2 separate regions of the Sus scrofa genome follow, and region 2 is linked to region 1. The links are chromatin contacts, called in public HiChIP or PLAC-seq maps. All regions are on one chromosome and are shown on one strand. The core of a region is the stretch at or near the end of the contact, and the rest is flanking DNA. Distances in the headings are between cores, read along the strand shown. Region 1 has its middle 46 kb from the start of TCN1. Region 2 holds the start of MRPL16 (mitochondrial ribosomal protein L16).

What was found. HiChIP or PLAC-seq counts read pairs in DNA pulled down with a chosen protein or histone mark.
Region 2: a contact with region 1 is called in an H3K27ac HiChIP or PLAC-seq map of alveolar macrophages, with 4 times the contacts expected there. The contact joins the promoter of MRPL16 here to the enhancer-like site in region 1.

The regions. Positions count from the first base shown.
Region 1 is chr2:11,584,388-11,591,323 of Sscrofa11.1, reverse strand. It overlaps a transcript of LOC102158414 not described here. Among named protein-coding and RNA genes, the nearest start is that of TCN1, 46 kb to the left of the region's middle. Within about 2 kb of position 2,818, at least 1 of the 83 cell types and tissues checked has an H3K27ac peak or open chromatin away from gene starts, as enhancers often do. A contact at or near this core is called in alveolar macrophages, where this site is marked.
Region 2 is chr2:11,685,896-11,692,831 of Sscrofa11.1, reverse strand. MRPL16 (mitochondrial ribosomal protein L16) reads right to left here and starts at 3,321. Exons shown (of 4, transcript NM_001244967.1): 1 at 3,154-3,321; 2 at 2,746-2,811; 3 at 129-277. The coding sequence starts at 3,208.

The DNA of each region.
Region 1 (6,936 bases), core at 1,569-4,068:
CACCCTATTTATCCACTCATCTGTTGAGAGACATTTAGGTTGCTTCCATGTCTTGGCCATTGTAAATAGTGCAGGGTGCACGTATCTTTTTCTTTTTCTTTTTCTTTTCTTTTTTTTTTTTTTTTTTGGCTGCACCTATGGTATTTAGAAGTTCCCAGGCTAGGGATCACTTTGTGCCACAGCAGTGACAACGCTGGATCCTTAACTGCCGCACCATATGGGAACTCCTGTGTTTCTTTTTTTAATAACTAATTTATACAAACTTGTCCCCATTTAATATATACAACTTGATGAGTTTAGAGATAAATATACATTCATGAAACTGCAATCTATACCGTAAGCATATCCACCCACCCTCTTTAGTTATTGCTTTTTGTGATAAGAACATATAAGATCTGCCCTCTTAGCCAACTTTTAAGTATATGATGTGGTATTTTTGTTTTTGTTTTTTTAGGGCTATGTTCATGGCATATGGAATTTCTCAGGCTAGGGGACAAATTGGAGCTGTAGCCACTGGTCTATGCCACAGCCATGCCAGATCCAAGCCGCATTTGTGACCTACACCACATCTCATGGCAATGCCAGATCCTTAACCCACTGAGCGAGGCAAGGGATCGAACCTGCAACCTCATGGTTCCTAGTTAGGTTCATCAACCACTGCGCCATGCCGGGAACTCCTAGATTCCTCACATAAGTGGTGTCATACAGAATTTGTATCTGTGTCTGGCTTATTTCACGTGGCATTATATTCCTCAAGTTCATCTATATTGTCACAAATGTCAGGATTTCCTTCTTTTAAAAGACTGAGTAATTGTATATAATTTTCTTTATCCATTCATCCATCAGTGGGCTCTTAGGTTGCCCTGAGGTCTTGCCTATTGTAAATAATGCTGACCCTAATTTCAATTCCTCTTGAGATAACACACACACAGAGGTAACATTGGTGGCTTACCTTGTGGTTTTTTTGAGGAACATCCATACCGTTTTCCACAGCATCTGCATGATTTTACCACCAACAGTGTACAAAGGTTCCCTTTTCTCCACATTTTTACTGACGTCTCTTGTATTCTGTTGATAAAATTTTGTTGCCTTTTGTTTAGCCATCCTAACTGATGTGAGATGATATCTCATTGTGGTTTTGATTTGTAATTCCCTGATAAGTGAGGCTGCTTATCTTTTCATATATCTCTTGGCCATGTGGATGTTTTCTTTGGAGAAATGTCTATTAAGTTCTTTCACCCATTTTAAATTGGGTTATCACTATTGTTATTGCTGTTGATTTGTATGAATTCCTTAATATGTTTTGAAAATTAACCATTTTTTAGATAGGTGGTTCGAAACTTGTTTTCCCATTCTGTAGATTCTTTCCCCATATAGACTATCACATTCCCACTAACAGTGTAAGAGGGTTACATAAATGCTAGAGAGGGAGCAGGGAAAGGGGAACCCTCTTACACTGTTAGTGGGAATGTAAATTACATTATTAGGTTCCCTGTGTGCCCACTTTCTGAAGAGTTTTTGTCATAAGTAGAAAAAGTCCAAAGCTTTTTCTACATCTATTGAGATGATCATATTTTTTTCTTCAGTTTGTTAATGTGGTGTATCACACTGATTCGTGGATAATGAAAAATCCTTGCACCCCTGGATAAATCCCACTTGCTCATAGTGTATGATCCTTCTGCTGTGTCATTGGATTCAGTTGCAATATTTTGTTGAAGGTTTTTGCATCTATGTTCAATCATCAGTGATACTGGCCTGTAAATTTTCTTTTTTTTTTTTTTCTGGTATCTTTGTCTAGTTTTGGTATGGGGTAATGTTGACGTCATAGAAGGAGTTTGGAAGTATTCCTTCCTCTTCAATTTTTTGGAATAGTTTCAGGATAGGTATTAACTCTTAATGTTTGAAGAATGTGCCTGTGTAGCCATCAGGTCTTGGACTTTTTTTGGGAGTTTTTAAATCATGTTTAATTTCAGTACTGTAATTATAGCTTCAGGTCTTATATTTAAATCTTTATTTCGTTTTCAATTAATTTTTGTGTATGGTGTATGATGGGACTCCAGTTTTATTCTTTTTTTTTTTTTTTTTTTTTGTTGGTCTTTTTGCCTTTTCTAGGGCCGCTCCTGTGGCACATGGAGGTTCCCAGGCTAGGGGTCTAATCGGAGCTGTGGTTGCCAGCCTACGCCAGAGCCACAGCAACGCAGGACCCGAGCCATGTCTGCAACCTACACCACAGCTCACGGCAATGCCGGATCCTTAACCCACTGAGCAAGGCAGGGACCGAACCCGCAAACTCATCGTTCCTAGTCGGATTTGAGCCATGATGGGAATTCCCCCAGTTTTATTCTTTTGCATGTGGATTTCCAGTTATCTCAATGCCATGTAAGTCCTAGAGAGCTACTGTACACCACGGTGCCTAGAGGAAACAATACTTCATTTTGCTGAAAGAATAGATCTTAGGCTAATTGTTCTTATCATACCCACAAAAATAAGAGAATGGGAGGAAAAATTATGTGCAAAGCTGTTTTTTAGATACTATTAAGAGAAAGATAATATGTATTCTTGTATTTAAACATTAATTTTTTAAAAAAGTTTTTGGTTCACAGCAAAATTGAGAGGAAGGTGCAGGAATTTCCCATATACCTTCTGCCCCGACAAAGGCACAGCCTCTCCATCATCAACTCCCCCAGCAAAGTGGCACATTTGTTGTGACTGTTGTGTCAATGTAGATTCATCATACGTGCCCAAAGTCCATAGTTTACCTTAATGTTCACTCTTGCTCTGCATTCTGTGGATTTGGACAAATGTGTCATGACCTGTACCCACCATTAAAGTATTACACAAAATAGTTTCACTTCCCTAAAAATCCTCTGTGCCGAGCCTATTCCTCCCTTCTGACTCAATGGTAAAAGTTCTGGCCTTAATTATGGCCCGGGGACATTATGTATCCTGCTCGGGGAAGAGGGCTTGGGAATGCTGGCACTCAGTTCCTGTTATAATACTCCACTCACCTCAACCTTCCCCCTCCCTCACTTCCTTCCTTCAAGTTTATTGAATTGTAGTTGACTCTCAGTGTTGTGATAATTTCTGCTGTACAAAGTGATTCAGTTATACGTATACACATATCCATGTATTTATTTTAAAAAATTTATTGAAATGTTTACAATGTTGTGTTAGTTTTTGTTGTACAAATGATTCATTATATATATACTTTTTTTCATAGCCTTTTCCTCCATAAGATTTATCATAGAATATTGAATATAGTTCCCCTGTACTATGCAGTAGGACTTTGTTGTTTATCCATTCTATATATATACTAGTTTGCACCTGCGAATCCCAGACTCCCAAACCATCTCTCCCCCTTCTCCCCTCCTCCTTGACAACCACTAGTCTGTTCTGTCTGTCTGTCCTCACTCTACTTTAGCTACTGAGCTCCTTGCCATTATTGAATAGGCCAGGTATGCTCTGCCTTCAGACTATTGTGCCTTAATGTTCCATCTGCCTGGAATTCTCACTGCCCCCTATTCTTCTATGGCTGGCTCATGTGACAACTTCAGATCTATGCTTAAAAGTCACTTTCTCAGAGAGGCCTTCCTTGACTGAGGAAATTATTTAAAATTTTACCCCATGTACAGCTCTAAATCTTTCATAGTGTTTATCACCATCTAATATGATCTATCTTTTGCTTATTTTTTATTGTCTGTATCCCTTCATTACAGTATTAACCCTCTTGAGATTATCCACCCCCCCACTTCTGTATCTCCAGTGGTAAGAACAGAGATGTGTAAGATATTTCATTCATTCTAACAAGCACTTTTTTTTCTGTATAATAAGACTCATCCAAATTTTAGAGGCTTTATTACCAATGGCATTGCAATTGGCCAATGGACAGGTGTGGTGTAGCTGTGATCACTTGTGCATGAATTTAGTTGAAATTTTTGTTGACATCCCCTGGTAAGATCAAAGAGGGTCAGCCTGGAAATTTGAGACATGGGGGTTGCCAATTGGAAGGCAATTCTAGAGATGAGAATGAGCACCCTTTTAAGAGATATTTGCATTATCGATGCTTGTGATGTCTCAAAGGATGATAAGTATGTGGGAAAACGTGATCTTTGTTGATTGAATCAAGAAGTAATTTACAACAGTTAGACTCATTATGATAATGTTTTATTATTACTTTAACCTGGTATCTTTTTTACCTTTGCTTTTGTATGCAGCATAAGAGTGATATGATTAAAAATGTCCACACAAACTCTTATAACTCTTATAATGTGCATAGATTAAGATTATTAAAATTAAGTGATGAAATGTGTCAGATATATCATTAGTCTTATTGGTCCATAAAATAATGGTGTATCTAAAGTTGTAGGACTCTTAAGTTTCAAGGAAAAATTGAAACAGATGTTCAATTTTGTAAAATGAGTAAAGAAAATTTCACCCCGTCTTGTTTGTTTTTCCTCCAAAAGCCTCTCATGGCTCCTTCTAAACTATTAAACAGTGCCATCTGCAGGGAGTGCAGCTTATGACATGGAGTTTGGTAAGTCCCCAGACAAGTCAGTATTTGTTTTCCTTCCCCAGGTGTGGCTGCATGTTCTTGTCTATTTGGGAGGGGGCGGGGAAGAGTCCTAGTCTATGGTGAGGAAGAATTAAGATCTAGGTATAGGGAGTTCCTGTTACTGCCTCAGTGGAAGTGAATCTAATAACCATGAGGATATGGGTTTGATCCCTGGCCTTGTTCAGTGGGTTAAGGATCCAGCATTGCTGTGAGATGTGGTGTAGGTTGCAGAGGCAGCCTGAACCTGCTGTGGCAGCTGTAGTTCTGATTAGACCCTTAGCCTGAGAACTGGGAACATCCATATGCCACAGTGTGGCCCTAAAAAGCAAAAAAAAAAAAAAAAAAAAAAAAAAAAAAAAAAAAAAAAATTATAAAGAAAAGTCCTGAGCCTTGAGGTATTTTCAGTCTAGTGTGAGAGGCTGTCTTTTCTTCCAGCAGAATTCTTTATCCTCAAGAAACAACCCACCAACCAAGAAAATCTTTTCTTTTCTTGAAAGTGATAATGTATGATGCTTACTTTCTCTGAACACGGGGAAACACACTGTGATTTTCCTTTCTGGTCAAATTCTTCCCTTTCTCATGTATTAATGAAAAATGTTTGAGTGTCTTCCCAATGCCAGACTCCGCTTTTAGGTCCTAGGGGATGGGCAGTTAGCAGGAAATACAAAGCCATCAAACTCACGGAGCTGGCTTTCTGGCATAAAAGGTAGGTGATCAACATATAAACAGATAAATGGTAATTTTGTATCACAGAAAATGCTTTAAAGTGAGAGTGGTATAAGACAGGGAAAGGCAGGGGTTAGAAGCAGGATGCTCTGGATGAAAGCATGCCAGCCACAGGTGCTTCAGGGAGAGGGCAGTCCAAACTAAAGGAAGACAAAATGCAAAACCCTATTTGGAAGAAAGCTTGGCATTGCTCAAGGCACAGAAAGGAAGTCAGTGTGGCTCATAGGTAGACAGACTTGACCTTTCTGAAAAGTGCAGTGACCAGGATTTGATGGATTAGATATGAAGGATGAGGGAATAAAGGAAATAGAGGGATCAAAATTAATGTCTAGGATTTAGGATCTGGGTAGTCAGATGGAACAGTTTGCAGAGAAAGATGAATTTTGGATCAGTGGCCATGTCAAGTAGGTAAATAGATACAAGAATCTGAACTTCAGAGCAAGTCAGAGATGGAGCCAAATGCAGGCTCAGGTTGAACCAAGCCAAAAGTCCTGGTGTTAGTCCCAGTTTAATGCTAGGTTGTGTTATCCTGGGTACAACTTCAATAAACATGTACTGAGCATCTGCTGTATGGATCGTTTAGCCATGGATATAGAAAAAGGGCAAGGAATCTTTTTTCCAGGGTACAATTTTTTGGTGGAAGGGAGAGTGTTTAATGGATGATAAGGAGTAAGAATGTGAAGAACAAGAATTGTGTGCAGATGATCACTCTTCTTAACTGGAATGAGGGTTATTTCTTCTTTTTTTAAGGGCTGTACTTTTGGCATATGGAAGTTCCCAGCTAGGAGTCAGATTGGAGCTTCGGCTATTGGCCTATGCCATAACCACAACAACAGGATCTGAGCAGCATCTGCAACCTACACCACAGTTCATGGCAATGCCAGATCCTTAACCCACTGAGCAGGGACATCAATCAAACCCACAACCTCATGGATACTAGTTGGGTTCGTTACTGCTAAGCCACAACAGGAACTCACTCTCTCTCTCTCTTTTCTCCAGGATTGTTTTCACTACAGTATTTTGTAATTCTTTTTTTGTCTTGTTTAATTATTATTTTTTAATAGTTATTTCTCCAATACAATTTTTTTCTACTGTATAGCATGGTGACTCAGTTACACATACATGTACACATTCTATTTTAACACATTATCATGCTCCATCATGAGTGACTAGACATAGTTCCCAGTGCTACACAGCAGGATCTCATTGCTAATCCATTCCAAAGGCAATAGTTTGTATCCATTAAGCCCAAGCACCCCTCTCCCTTCTTCTCTCCCTTGAGAACAAGTCTGTTCTCCAAGTCCATGAGTTTCTTTTCTGTGGAAAGGTTCATTTGTGCCATATAGTAGATTCCAGATGTAAGTGATATCATATGGTATTAGTCTTTCTCTTTCTGACCTACTTCACTCAGGATGAGAGTCTCTAGTTCCACCCATGTTGCTGCAAATGGCGTTATTTGGTTCTTTTTTATGGCTGAGTAGTATTACATTGTGTGTGTGTACACACACACACACACACTACATCTTCCTAATCCAGTCATCTGTCGAAGGACATTTGGGTTGTTTCTATGTCTTGGATATTGTGAATAGAGATGCAATGAACATGTGGGTGCATGTGTCTTTTTTAAGGAAAGTTTTGTCCAGATATATGCCCAAGAG
Region 2 (6,936 bases), core at 2,072-4,571, 100 kb before region 1:
CATATCAGTTCAAAGAGCAACTGGTGGCAGTTCTAATAAAACCTGTGGAGGAAGAGACTAAGATGAACTCAATGAGTCTTTTTTTAATCCCTGGTTTCAATCCTGTAGCCGCCTGACCCTGAACTCACCAAGATTGCAAAGCGGCCTTCTGTGAACTCAGTGGCTTCAGTGGAAGGTCCCCGTATGTCACTCAGGTTTTTACGTTCTCTTCTCACTTTCGGCACAAGTGGTACCCTTTCAACAAATCTAAGCTTCGGCTTTTCAGGAATGGCAACATCTAAAAGGAGAATAGACCAAGAATAAGTCAAACTACACATCTCGCGGGATTCATTTTCTTCCTAGAAGATGGATGACAATCAGGTCAAAGTCTTAAAGTTACCATTCAGCAATTCCAAAAATGTGTCAGATTATCTTGTGGACTCTTTCACTGACACTGGAATCTTTTGGCTATGACAGTGGTAGATGCAAACATTTTTGAGCCTTGTAAGATAGCAAAGTTTTAATCTTCAAACAAAAACTCTTTTATTAAATGCCTCCTCTGTGCCTGATGCTAAAAAAAGGAAGGAATAGAGATATGAGACTCACAAAATAACATTAGGTAACTTTTTTTTTTTTTTTGGTGACTGTACAAAGTGCTGGAATGAGCTGCTTTATGTGCATTATCTCATCTAATCTTTAAAACAACTTTAGAACCTTGGTACTATTTTAGGACTTCCTTTTTAATTAAAAAAATTGTTAATTATCACAAAATGACCACCGTTAAACACACCCACATAATTTAGCCAGATCAAGAAACATTAGGCAGGTAGTATTTTTTTTTTAAATGGCTGCACCCATGGTATATGGAAGTTCCGGGCCAGGGACTGAATCTGAGCTGCAGCTGTGGCAATGCCAGATCTTTTGACCCACTGTGCTGGGCCAGGGATGGAACCCACACTTCCATAGTGATCCAAGCCACTGCAGTTGGATTCTTAACCCACCATGCCACAGTGGGAACTCCAGGCAGATAGTATTTTTATTTTTATTTTATTTATTTGCTTTTTAGGGCCGCACCCATGGCACATGGAGTTTCCTAGGCTAGGGGTTGAATTGGAGCTACAGCTGCTGGCCTACACCACAGCCACAGGAATGAGAGATGTGAGCTGCATCTGTCACCTATACCACAGCTCATAGCAATGCCAGATTCTTAACCCACTGAGCAAGGCCAGGGATTCCCTGTGTCCTCATGGATGCTAGTAAGATTCGGTTCCGTGAATCACGATGGGAACTCTTGGCAGGTAGTATTTTTAATCTCCATCTTATAAAAGTGGAACTTCAGGCTGAGAGAAGTTTAGTAATTTGGTCTGGGCCATCCAGTTAAAACAGCAGGGCCAGACAGTACAAGACTTAAGAAAAAAAACTATCACACTGCCTCTTTGAATATCATGGAGGTAGAGGAAAGAACACTCCTACTGTACATGAAAATAATCTAAGTTCTCCAGTTCTGCCACATTCTTACCAGGAATGTCCAACCTAGTACTCAATCAGTGCTTTTTCCCTTATATATTCAGAGGCTTTTCATGTTGAGACCTGCACGATATGCAGCAGCTGGGTAAAGGCAGGTGGGCTGAAAGGTAGGCCAGACATGCTCTGTCTTTATCATGTCTGGCAATTTGACAATACGGAAAAAAAAAGGTAACTTGTAAGTCATTTAAAGCATTGCTATAGTAAACAATCATGGCTCTTTGATGGAGTCAAGTATAAAACAAGAGACCTTAAAGCTACAGAAACTGCACCTGTTACTTCTATATGAGAGCTACAGAGAACTTAGTAATGCTTTCCCCTGCCTCCAAGCTCATATGTACTCCAGTGCTTGTAGTAGTTTCACAATTATATGTAGAAGATAAGGCCCTCAGAGAACCAGGCTCCTTTCATTTTCTTGAGATTTCCTATATTTAAAAAAACAAAAACAAAAACAAAAAAACCTAAACCCCCCAGAGTTTCCACAGTGGCAATGGTGGGTTAAAGATCCACTCTGTGGCAGTGCAGGTTTGCTCCCAGCACAGTGGGCTAAGGATTAACTGCAGCTCAGATTCAGTCTTTTGCCAGGGGAACCTCTATATGCCATGGGTGCAGCCGAGAGAGAAAAAGAGGAAAGAAAAGAAAGAGAAAGAGTCAGATTTACCAAATGGGGGCTTACCTTAACTGTTATATTAACAATTGCCTTTTTTTTTTTTTTAAACAAATGCTTTTCTTTTAATGCTGTTAATGAATGCATATATGTAACCTCATTTGGAAAAAAAACGTAAGTCTAAATTTGAAGCCAATTAGCTCTAGCTGAGAGGTAGGCTGTGGGCCACTCACCAGTAAAATACTATTGGGGAGAAATTCCATTAAACATTTGCTCCTTAAAAGCAGGGGCCTTTGCGGGGTGGGGGTGGGGGGTCTCTTTTGTTCTAGAAGCGTTTAGAACACTCCTGGAATGTAGCAGGCTCTTAATACATATTTACTGAATTGGTGACTGGGAGAAGGGGCACAAGAACACTATTTTTTTTTTTTTTTTGGCCACACCCACAGTATGTGGAAATTCGTGGGCCAGAGATCGAACCTGTGCCACAGCTGTAACCAGAGCCACAGCAGTGACAATGCCGGATCCTTAACCCGCTGAACCACGAGAGAACTCTGAACACTCCCTTTCTTCACCTACCCTCAGCTGGGTTCCATCACTAAAAAGGCTTACGAACTTGAAAACAGATAAGCTCTCACCTTCAAAAGTTGGCACCGGGAGCAGCGTCTTGAAGCCAGCAGTGGCGGACGGGGCTGCCCAAGAATCTACAACGACAGATCAAGTTAAATGACCAAGGCCACAAAGCCAGGGCCCGGTACACTCTGGGTCAAAGATGCTTCGGACTGGGGTGTCTCGTGGGTTTGGGACGCGGATTCCATTAAAGTGGCTCACAGGCTCTGGTCCCCCAAAAGAGAACAACTGGGGACGCTGGGCGCCAACTCCAGGTTGCGCGAAGGCTGGGACCATTTTGCAAGAATCTTAGGCGAGAGAGGCGGCAGTGCCCTCCCGGTGCTCCAGTGCGTGAAAAGTCTTTGTACGAGAATACACGAATGGGGCGGAGGGTGCGGGCGGGAGGCAAGGCCTAGAGGGACCACGGGACTTCTGACCTGACAAAGGCGCTCGCAAGAGGGGCGCGCAGGCGCGAGCCAGCAGCCGCCACATGATAACACGCGTGCGACCACGCCAAGCTCCCCACGGCGACCGCGGCGCTCACTTCGACCCAGGGAACCAGAGCGGCGTTCTGCAACCGCGCCGGAAACGGCTCTGGCCGGAAGTTGCGTTCGCACCGGTCCACCCAGCAGAGAGTCCCGGGTGGAAACGGACGAAGATAGAGACTCTGGCCTTGGGTTCCGGCCTGGTGACTGGGGTCACGCCCGGGCTATCTCGGCTCTCCATCCAGTCAGGGGTCTCTCCCCAGATGGAGGCGGCAGGGTGGCGAGTTTCCTCCGCGGGGTATTAGCTGAGAAAGCAGGAGTTCAAATGGCAGACTGAACAGTTCACTACCTTCCGCCACTTCTCTACCCGCAACCGTAACCTAGAAAATACCGTCATCATTGCCTTCACATTTACTGGGCGCTTGCAGTGTTTACGGCACCGACTACCTCATTCTTGCTTTCAGGCCTCCCAACAAATCCGTGCGCTAAGTCATTACATCCACTTGGCAGATTCCATCCCGAGGGTCAAAGAATTTAACTTTCTCAGGGTCACACAGCAGGAAAACCGTACAATCAGAATTTGAGCACAGGCTTGTGACTCTAGAGACCCCAGTGAATGGACAATGTTACAACTCGATATCGAGTGGAAATGTAAAAAGGTATGATTATTCTGGGAGAATGTTGGGGAAATCATTTTTATGGGCCTGAAGCTTTTTAACATTTAGAATAAAAGAGGCTCTTTCCCCAAGCGTTTAGGACACAAATGGGATTACCAACTGAGGCTGAGGTCTCTTGTAGTTAAATCAAGCTAAATCTGTGCGTGGTCTTTGTCCAGGGATTAATTTCATAAATGGCAGCAAATAAAGCCTGTCATCTTGCAAAGCTACTGGGAGAACTCTCCCTGTCTAGTTTTTTGCGCTTCTTGATTATTTACACACTGAATCTGTATCAGAAGAGTAACTGGATTTTATTATAGCCAATTATTTTCTATACCAGAAGCAGTTCTCTAAGGGTTAAACTGCCTCTTCTTCCTCAGCCTGTGTCAGATTCTGGGTAGCTCTTCTGTGTTCCTCCTCCCTTCCACCAAAGGTGGGAGATTCAGATGTGCTCAGCTATTTAAAAATCTCAAAGTGAATACTGTATAATAGTGTTTGGGATGGGGAGTAAAACTGTAGTATAATTAATTTTTGGTCTCTAATTCTTTTGGTGCCCTAAAATTTCTCCCTCATTGTTTATTTTAAAAGAACTAAAAATTAACTCTGAGTTCTACATTTAAATAGTAACTATAATTTCTATTTTTTTTCCTTATAAGAGTTAAGTACAGTGGAGGATACAAATCTGAAAAACCAGTGATCCTGTTCTTTATGAATTCATGTAGATATGGTATGTTGAGTTACAAATATCTACTGTTGAGATATGAGAAATATAAATAAAGGATTGTGAGAAATTGAAGGAGGGACCTGAGGTCTTCCCTGATCATGGAAAAAGGGGTTTCCCTCCTGTGATTTCTTACAGAGCTTTATTTACACTTCTCTTCTGATAGTTCAGTGTTAGTTATTTGTGGAAAGCTGAAGTTGAGGGATTAAATGATTTGCTATAGAGCTGGTATGATGCAAAGTAGGGATAAGAACCTTGATGAAATTAACTTTTATCAGAATGAGTTTGCTAACACCTCCCAAAATATAGTCTTCAGACTTTTCTGAGGACTTTGTGAAAAATATCTGGTATTTGTCTTTCTGTTTCTTATGTCACTTAGTATGAGAATCTCTAGTTGCACCCATGTTGCTGCAAATGGCATGATTTTATACTTTTTTATGGCTGTGTAGTATTCCATTGTATATATGTTCCATATCCATTCATCTCTCTTTTTTTTTTTAATTTTTATTTATTTTTTTTTGTCTTTTTGCCTTTTCTAGGGCCTCACCCGAGGCATATGGAGGTTCCCAGGCTAGGGGTCTAAGCGGAGCTGTAGCTGCTGGCCTCCACCAGAGCCACAGCAACACCAGATCCAAGCCGTGTTTGCAACCTACACCACAGCTCAGGGCAACGCCAGATCCTTAGCCCACTGAGCAAGGCCAGGGATCGAACCCGCAACCTCATGGTTCCTAGTCAGATTCGTTAACCACTGAGCCACGACGGGAACTCCCCCATTCATCTCTTGATGGACATTTAGGTTGTTTCCATGTCTTGGCTATTGTGAATAGTCCTGCAATGAACATAAGGTGCATGTATCTTTTGAATTAGAGTTTTGTCTGGATATATGCCCAGGAGTGGGATTGCTGGATTATATGGTAGTTCTATATTTAGTTTTCAGAGGCACCTCCATACTGATTTCCATAGCAGTTGTACCAATTTGCACTCTCACCAACAGTGTAGGAGGGTTCCCTTCTCTACACACCCAGTCCAGCATTTCTTATTTGTAGACTTATCAATGATGGCCATTTTGACTTGTGTAAGAAAAGAATGTATATATATATACATGCATACATACATACATACATATGTATGATTGGGTCACTTTGTTGTGCAACAGAAATTGTCATAACATTATAAATCAACTATAACAAAAAGGTAAATATCTTGTTCCTATTTTAGAAGAAACTCTAAAGGTGGGGTTCAGGAATTCCTCTTGTGAACTAGCCCCATGGGTGATGCTAATGCCTAATCAAGTTTGGCAATCGGTTCTCTGTGAGTAATTTGAAAATTTAAAAGTAGGGTATAGTTACAAGGCATTGTCTCTGAATTATCCAGGCCTATATCCATTGGGACTTATTTTTTTCCATCCATTTAAAAGTTATCTCGCATCTCAGTTTTTAATCTTCTCATTTTAAAATCAAGAGATAGCAGAAACCTGTAGCCAAGTCCCAGATATGATTGTTGACTTAAATGGCACACACACACACGTATGTATATGTGTGTATGCACTCTCATTTTAATAAAAAGATTGTGTTTTTTATCAGATTCTAATCACAATATCATAATGTAATAAATGACCATTCAATCTCCTCACTTCAGGAAGCACACAGGACCTTCTCACAGGGCTAGTTAACATTAACTTTTAAAAAAAAATCAACCTAGCTTCCATATAGTGTAGAGCATTTTTTTTTTTGTCTTTTTAGGGCCACACCTGTGGCATATGGGAGTTCCCAGGCTAGGGGTTGAATTGGAGCTATAGCTGCTGGCCTACATCATAGCCACAGCAACGCCAGATCCAAGCTGCATCTGTGACCTACACCACAGCTGATGGCAATGCCGGATCCTTAACCCACTGAGCAAGGCCAGGAATTGAACCTGCAACCTCATGGTTCCTAGTCGGGTTTGCTTCCACTGCGCCACAACAGGAACTCCATAAAGGGCAATGGTACCATAGTTTTTTTCCATAACGGAAAATGGTGTACTCTAATACAATAATAATGATGAACACATTGAAGTGAAAATCCCTGCTACTTAGAAAGGGCTTTCAAATACCCATGACTATCCTTTTAGAATACTTTATTATTTTTTTAGCTGCACCATAGCATTTGACATTCCTGGGCCAGCAGCAGACTTGTGCCGCAGCACCTACCAGAGCCACATCAGTGACAATGCCAGATCCTTAACCTGCTGTGTCAGGAGGGAGCTCCTAGAATCCTTTTTTTTTTAAATTTAAGTTTTTTTTTTTTCCATTATAGCTGGTTTACGGTGTTCTGTCAGTTTTCTACTGTATAGCAAGGTGACCCGGTCACACATACATAT